Linked DNA regions of Sus scrofa: region 1 is linked to region 2. A link is a contact called in public HiChIP or PLAC-seq data. All regions are on one chromosome and are shown on one strand. Each heading gives the region's core, a stretch centred on a gene start, on an enhancer-like site or on the middle of the called end of the contact. The rest is flanking DNA. Distances are from core to core; before and after follow the strand shown. Region 1 has its middle 200 kb from the start of JMJD1C. Region 2 overlaps JMJD1C (probable JmjC domain-containing histone demethylation protein 2C).

Region 1 (3,702 bases), core at 1,036-3,535, 440 kb after region 2:
TAACAATATGGGACGTTTAGGCTTAACACGTCAGGTTTCCTTCTAAATCTTTTTGTCTTAATACCTGCCCTGAGTTTTAAAAATATTCTGTTTTCTGGATTCTGTGTGTCTTTCCTTCTCAGAGGCAATTAAGGCAGATGGTGATAATACAGTAATATAGATGGATGACAGAGTTAATATTAGAAAATTCACCTGTCATTTAAGTGGCAGCCAATAACACCAGATACTTGTCTTTTAGGAGTTTTTTTCAGTCACTAAATAGAAGTTTTTTTTATCATGGTGCAGTAGAAAGTTCATTGGCTCAAGATTTAGAAGATTTGTGTTCTAAGTCCTAGTTTAGTCCACTCTTTGGAAGCAGACCCTCTAGGTCAATAGTAAAGTGCAATTGCAAATGCTTATTTTGTTTATCTATGGACTCTGATTCTGCTGATTGTGTAACATTGGGAAATTGACCTAGATTTCATGCTTCAGTTTTTACTGCGTATTTCCATAGCACTTTGTACCTCTGACACAGGGAACTTATGTGGAATAATAAAATATTCAATAAGTTAACTTAATAAGTTAATATTCAAATAGCACTTCTATGTGCCAAGAATTATTCCTAGTGTTTTACATATATTAATTCATTTGAGACTCATTTATGAGGTAGATGCTGAGATATAATCCAAAGTAGAGTCAGAATTTAAACATACACAATCTGGTGCCAGGGTCTGTGCTCTTAATTATTAAGCTAGACAGTCTCTTAAAATAGAGAATAATTTGAAGGCAAGGAATGAGAAATGTGTTATAACTATTGGAGTACTTTCCTAGCTTGATTTATAAGCACCAATCTTTCAAAAGTAAACTACGACTCAATTCTGCCTAAATTCTGCATAAATTATCCCAAATTTCAGGTATGCCAAAGAGCTGAATGAATGTTAATAGTGCTATTATTACTATTATTAAGCTATTTTATTTTATTATTATTATTTTTTTGTCTTTTTGCCATTTCTTGGGCCGCATATGGAGTTTCCCAGGCTAAGGGTCTAATGGGAGCTGTAGCCACCGGCCTACGCCAGAGCCACAGCAACACGGGATTCCAGCCGTGTCTGCAACCTACACCACAGCTCTTGGCAATGCTGGATCGTTAACCCACTGAGCAAGGGCAGGGATTGAACCTGCAACCTCATGGTTCCTAGTCGGACTTGTTAACCACTGCGCCACAACGGGAACTCCTTATTAAGCTATTTTAAAATAAAATGAATAATAAATATGTTTATTTTAAAACTGCCTCCTTTCAAATGGATTTAGGTCAGGAATCAATATAAGCAACGCTTTAATTCCCACTCAGAAATAATAACTCAAAAATAGTATTAACTAAGTAATAATTAAGAAATAATTTTGTTTTGTTTTGTTTTGTTTTTTGAGCTGTGTGAATTAAAAGTACTTTTACCCTGGCCAAACCGTGTAACTGAAATATAACTGCATGATAAAACTTTGTTGCCACCTAGTGTCAGTAAAGAACATTGCAGTAATGTTGCTTCTTTTTTCTTTTTCTTTTTTTGGTCACCTCACCACATACGGATTTCCTGGGCCAGGAATCAGATCTGAGCAGCAGTTGTGACCTATGCTGCAGCTGGAGCAACGACAGATCCTTTAACCCACTGTGCTGGGTAAGGGACGAACCTGCATTCTGGCGTGCAGAGATGCAGCTGATACCGTTGTGCCACAGGGTCAACTCCTAATGTTGCTTTTCTGTCCCTCTTTGGCAGCTTCCTTCTATATTTACATTAATATTAACCTCCACTCCCAGGTGACACTGTTTGATTCCTTTACCAGTGATCATTGGTTCTGTAGACTATGATAATAATTTGATTTCAGAGCAACTCATTTCATGATATTTCTCTCTTCCAAAGCATGATTTATTTTATGAGAATGCTCTCAGGAGACCACAAGAATTTTCATCCAAGTTAGGGACAGTGTCTAAACAGTTTGAATATGCTCAGCCCTAAAAGATTCCTTTAACTTCAAGATGCTAAATATGGGAAAAAAATCTTCATGGTATATATCTGAATTGTTATGAAATGTTTTAGACATTCTGAAGAACATAAAGAATAAATATTTATGAACCCATTGTATTCATTATCTATTACTGTATCACAAGTTGCCTCAAAATGTAGCAGCTTAAACAGCAAACATTTATTATCTCACACAGTTTATGTGGAGGAGTCAGGGAGTGGCTTAGCTGGGTGGTTCAGGTTCAAGGGCTTTCAGGAAGTGCAGGCAAACTGTAGGCTGGGGATGGAGTCATCTCAAGCTGAACAGGAGCTAGAAAATCTGCTTCCAAGCTCACTTATGCTGTTGACAGGTTTCAGTTTCTTGCTGGCTGTTGGCCAGAGGCTCAGTTCCTCCACTAGTGGGCCTCTTTATAGGACTTGTTTCTCCCAGAGCAAGAGAGGAGAAGGAGTGGGGGAAGGAGAGGGGGAGAAGGGGGAAGAGAAAGAAGTGTGGGAGGATGAGCAGGAGGCTGGGAGTGAGGAAGAAGGAGGGAAGCCATAGTCTATTTTAAGAACCTAATCTCAGAAGTAACTTTCACTTCTACCATAGGTTATTGCTCATACAAACCAGCCTTGGTACCATGTGGCAGAGGACTACACAGGGGTATGATTAATAGGAGGCAGTCACCATTGATAATTGGGACCATCTTGAAGGCTACTACTATACCCAACATCAAGTTTAATAAGTGGTAACATGTTGCCCTGTTTGTATAACTACCTTATGGAATGTGTTTAGCCCAGGGCTAAACTATGGGAGATAGAAATGAGAAACTTTTTCTCACACAGTGGCTTTCAACTCACTCTGCTTAATCTCCCTTCCTTGCTGTGACCAACATCTCTGTAAGATCCTATAGCTTTTCGCTAACATTTTTTTAACTGTAAGAAGAGTCTGTTTTCAGACATGGAAAAGATTAACCTGATATCATATGTGGCTCAAATCTAAACTCTCTATATATTTTGGCTGCACCCAGGCATACAGAAGTTCCCGAACCCATGCCAGAGTCTCCTGCCTTTGCAATTCTCCAAAGCCACAGCAATGACAATGCCAGACCCTTAACCTGCTGAGTCATGAGGGAACTCCTCAAATCCCATATTTTTAACTCTTCTTACTGTTGCCTCTGTGAGGAAGGAGATCATAGTTTTCCCATCAGTGATTTTTCTGACTTGTTTTCGCCTCTTTCCCCCTTTCTAACTGCTCTAGTAGGGCATCCAGCATGTGGAGTAAAAAGAGCAACAAAATGTTTGTGCTTAGCTGGTGTGATAAGCAGCCCCTTCTTGGAGTTCCCTTCGTGGCTCAGGGGTTAACAAACCTGACAAGGATCCATGAGGTTGTGGGTTCAATCCCTGGCCTTGCTCAATGGGTTAAAGATCTGGCATTGCCATGAGCTGTGGTGTAGGTTGTAGAGGTGGCTTGGATCCCGTGTTGCTATGACTGTGGTGTAGGCCAGCGGCTATAGCTCTGATTTGACCCCTAGTCTGGGAACCTCCATTTGCCACAGGTGTGGACCTAAAAAGCCAAAAAAAAAAAAAAAGGAGCCCCCTTCTTACCTACTGCTTGGCTGGGCCTTGTCCCCTCCATTAATCTAAGCATCCAAGTACAGGTTCTTCAGGAAGGGATATATTGGGCTCCAAACTGTAATAGACATTCTCCAGTTGGCTTCTTGAA
Region 2 (3,475 bases), core at 161-2,660:
AACTAGTTCCCTCAACACAATTATTACAATATCATAAATATTTAAGTAAAAAGGAACCTATAAAATGTATTGATTTAATTCAATCTAAAATCCAAATATACAAAGAAAACAAACTTATGTGCATTTTTACTCCTACCCTGAAAAAACTAACAGAACTTAACTAGAGATTTAAAAAAAAAAATTTGGCTTACTACTTTTGATGAGTTTCTCCATATGATTTAAATCTAAAAACCTACCAGGAAAATGTTTTTCCAATTAAGTGTACTTGTATTTAAGGTGTAACAACTGGAATCTAAAATTCAGAAACCGAACAATTCAATAAATGACAATTAAAGGAGAATTTCCACTTAGAAAACGAATTACTATTATGCTAAACTGATATGTATGTGTATAGTAAACACTAATCTCATTTAATTACATTAATTGACCCAATTCTTAATCTTTAGAGCTGGAGACAAAGATAATTTATACTACTATCTAACCAGTTATTTTCTAACAATGAACTTTATTTAGAATGGCAGGGGCTTTTATTTGCTCACTTGTGCATTCTCACCGACAGGATGGTGCCTGGTTCATAGTAAGGTCTCAGTGTATATTTATTGATCAGATAAATGAATCATTTATCCTATAATTAAAATTTACCAAATGTATTGGATTCCTTATATACCTTGATGGTTAGCTAGAACTGAATATTCAAAAGAGTATCTGAGTATCAGTGAAGTTTAATAAATCATTAATTTTTAAAAGCAACTTAAACTTTCTTACCTGGTAGGGCTGGAAGGCACTATCTTCAGTTAAAAAATCCAGTTGTTTATCTACAAGGAATTCTACCGCGGTGATTGTACTGGGTACACTTTTTTCAACCAGAGGTTTGAAAGTCTGTTAAGATAAAAAAAAATTCTAATGGTTACTTCTCTGGGTTTCATTCTCAAAATGTGAAGGCGTGTATATATATAAATACAATGTATTACAGTCATTATCATAATGGCTTTAGGACACCAATTAATTCTAGTTTTCATATTATAATCTAAAGTGATGCTTTTATCCATACAATATTTCCCATTTATTGAAAAGTAACGATGTAATTTTAAAGGATGGTATGAAAAAATTCTAGGGTATTAATAGGCCTCAATTTATTTTTTTTAAATATACATTTGCATAAAAACTTATGCTAATTAAAACAGAAATTGTTTCTAAATAAGTAAACTGAGTAAGAGAGCACATTACTCCAATTCTTTAAAAAAATTATAAGTATTATTCTTTACAAAAGAGTAGTTATGATTTATCTGTACCGCTTTTTTTCCTAGCTCATTCACATCAAGAAGGATTTTAAATGATCAGGATGCATCTGGTCTTCTAACTCCACCCCATGTACTACTCACCCCCGCCCCTGCACTGGCCCCAAGCACAAATAAAAATCCAGCTGCTTCAGTAAGAGCAGTATGGGGGAAGGGTGCAGGAAAAGGAGGGAAGAGGTATTACACAAAAACCACCTTTCAGTAAAGTTTCACCAGATCTTCACCACTAAAAAATAAAACAAAGTAAAACTGGGGCTGGGGGGGACAGAACATAGAGGGAGGATCCAATACATGGTCATTCGATTATTTTAAAGATGACACAACTTTTACATAAAGGAATTTACTCATATCTTGGGGTGGGGGGCGGGAGTGAGGGAGGCAAGAAAGGAAGAGGAAGGAGGAAGAAGCAAGAGGAAGAGGATATGTATGCATATATGACTACCGCACTCACTTTTGAAGGAGAAACAGCATGAATAAAAACCAGGTGTATTACACCCACAGTGCTATTTTATAACTTAAAAATGTAAACAATATTCTACTAAGTTAAAAACACATAGTGGCTTAACTATAAAAGAATCTAAGTTTGAAAATGAAATAAACAAGCAACTCAGTTTCTAAATTACCTATATCACACAGGGAAATCTTTCTTGCTACAAGCAACTTATGTGACCATTTGGATGCAAACCAAAGCTTTCAGCACAGACAGTAAAAACCCCCAGGAGATCCAAAGCCACTGTATTTCTCGTTCTCTTATTTATGTCTTAAAGAAATCTAACATCTTGCTAATCACAACTAATAAACACTCTTGGGAAAAACTTTTCAAGATCTTTAGTCAGAGTTGCTCCTAAGGAGTTAATTTCTCTAAGAAATTATTTTTAAAGCTTTCACTTCGATTGAGGAGTCACTGAGGAGTGTTTTGAAAAAGATAAAAAACACAGGAGAATAAATAAGCATTTTAAACAGGCCTTATTTCTACACGATCCACACTATGAACTTACATATATCCTTCTATGATACGTGTAACATAAAAAATCTTTCTTACGTCTCCATATATTTTCATTATTTACAATTAGAAAATCTAATCACAATAAGATCCTCCCTCCCGTGTCCTAGTGCTAACTTTTTAAGTACAACATATGTATCAAAAGTATTTTTATTTGAGCAAGAAATTATATTTTCAAAACAGACATTTCCTGATTATTTAGCTATCTCTAGCTACTGTTCCCATGTAAGAATAAATTCCTTGAATTATCATTTCATAAAATGCTATTCCATTTTACCTAACAAGTGACTATAGTCTGTAAGAAATCCAAGAGCATTTATTTCATTTAGACTTTAAAAAGTCTACCAGTATGTGTTAGGTGAAATATGTAACATTTTCATATTATATCTTTGTTTAGTTTTTAGTAAACGAAAGAACACTGGAAACACCTCTCAAGAGAAATTTTAATCCTTGAACTTATCAAATGCTCCACTTCTTTTTATACAGTACCAAGTAAGGTCAACTTGTGAAGGTTAACAAAAAGGTCCACAAAAGGTATTATCTAAGCACTAAAGATACAATTCAATTAAGTAGAATTTGAAAAAAAAAGTAAACCTCTCCAGTCTGAAAGCCTCTTTCTTACGCAAATAATACAGGTGGTTTGCATTTCCTATGAGACCTAGTCATTTTATAATATGAAAAACATTCTTGTGAAGAGAATCTCTCAGAACACTGCTTTTTAAGGTAGGTCAGAGTTCTCAGGGTAAATTTCAACAGGCCAATTTATCATAATTTAAATGACCGAGTTAGGGGAAAAAAAGAGGTTTCGTTTCTAAGCTAAAGTAAAAAGAAATTCTCATTTTAAGATATCTAATTGAAAGTCATTGGTTGAATTTAGCTATCAGAAATGTTAAAAAACTATAAACTACATAATGGTCTATTTCAGATACATGAATACTTATAATCAATCATGTACAAATGGAGGTCAAAACTGTACCATGCTTCTTAAATAGCAAAGAGAGCCACGACTTGTAAATTTTAAAATGTGCAATTATATTTAAAACACAAATATGTCCCCACCGAGTACTGATAAACTTTGAGTACTTGATAAAGAAATGTTTCAATATATATTAAAATAAAAAACCCTAAATATATGTGACTTATTACTTTATGGAAAAAATAAAGATGACAACAT

The links. HiChIP or PLAC-seq counts read pairs in DNA pulled down with a chosen protein or histone mark.
Region 1: a contact with region 2 is called in an H3K27ac HiChIP or PLAC-seq map of alveolar macrophages, with 9 times the contacts expected there. The contact joins two enhancer-like sites. A contact is called at or near these places in 3 of 47 Hi-C or Micro-C datasets (embryonic fibroblasts, retroperitoneal adipose tissue and skeletal muscle) and 2 of 2 datasets of contacts at active chromatin or transcription factors (alveolar macrophages and skeletal muscle).

What each region holds. Positions count from the first base shown.
Region 1 is chr14:67,165,841-67,169,542 of Sscrofa11.1, forward strand. No RefSeq gene overlaps it. Among named protein-coding and RNA genes, the nearest start is that of JMJD1C, 200 kb to the left of the region's middle. Within about 2 kb of position 2,286, at least 26 of the 83 cell types and tissues checked have an H3K27ac peak or open chromatin away from gene starts, as enhancers often do. A contact at or near this core is called in alveolar macrophages and retroperitoneal adipose tissue, where this site is marked.
Region 2 is chr14:66,723,926-66,727,400 of Sscrofa11.1, forward strand. JMJD1C (probable JmjC domain-containing histone demethylation protein 2C) reads right to left here. Exons shown (of 26, transcript XM_021073644.1): 3 at 766-879. Among named protein-coding and RNA genes, the nearest start is that of MIR1296, 94 kb to the right of the region's middle. Within about 2 kb of position 1,411, at least 35 of the 83 cell types and tissues checked have an H3K27ac peak or open chromatin away from gene starts, as enhancers often do. A contact at or near this core is called in alveolar macrophages and retroperitoneal adipose tissue, where this site is marked.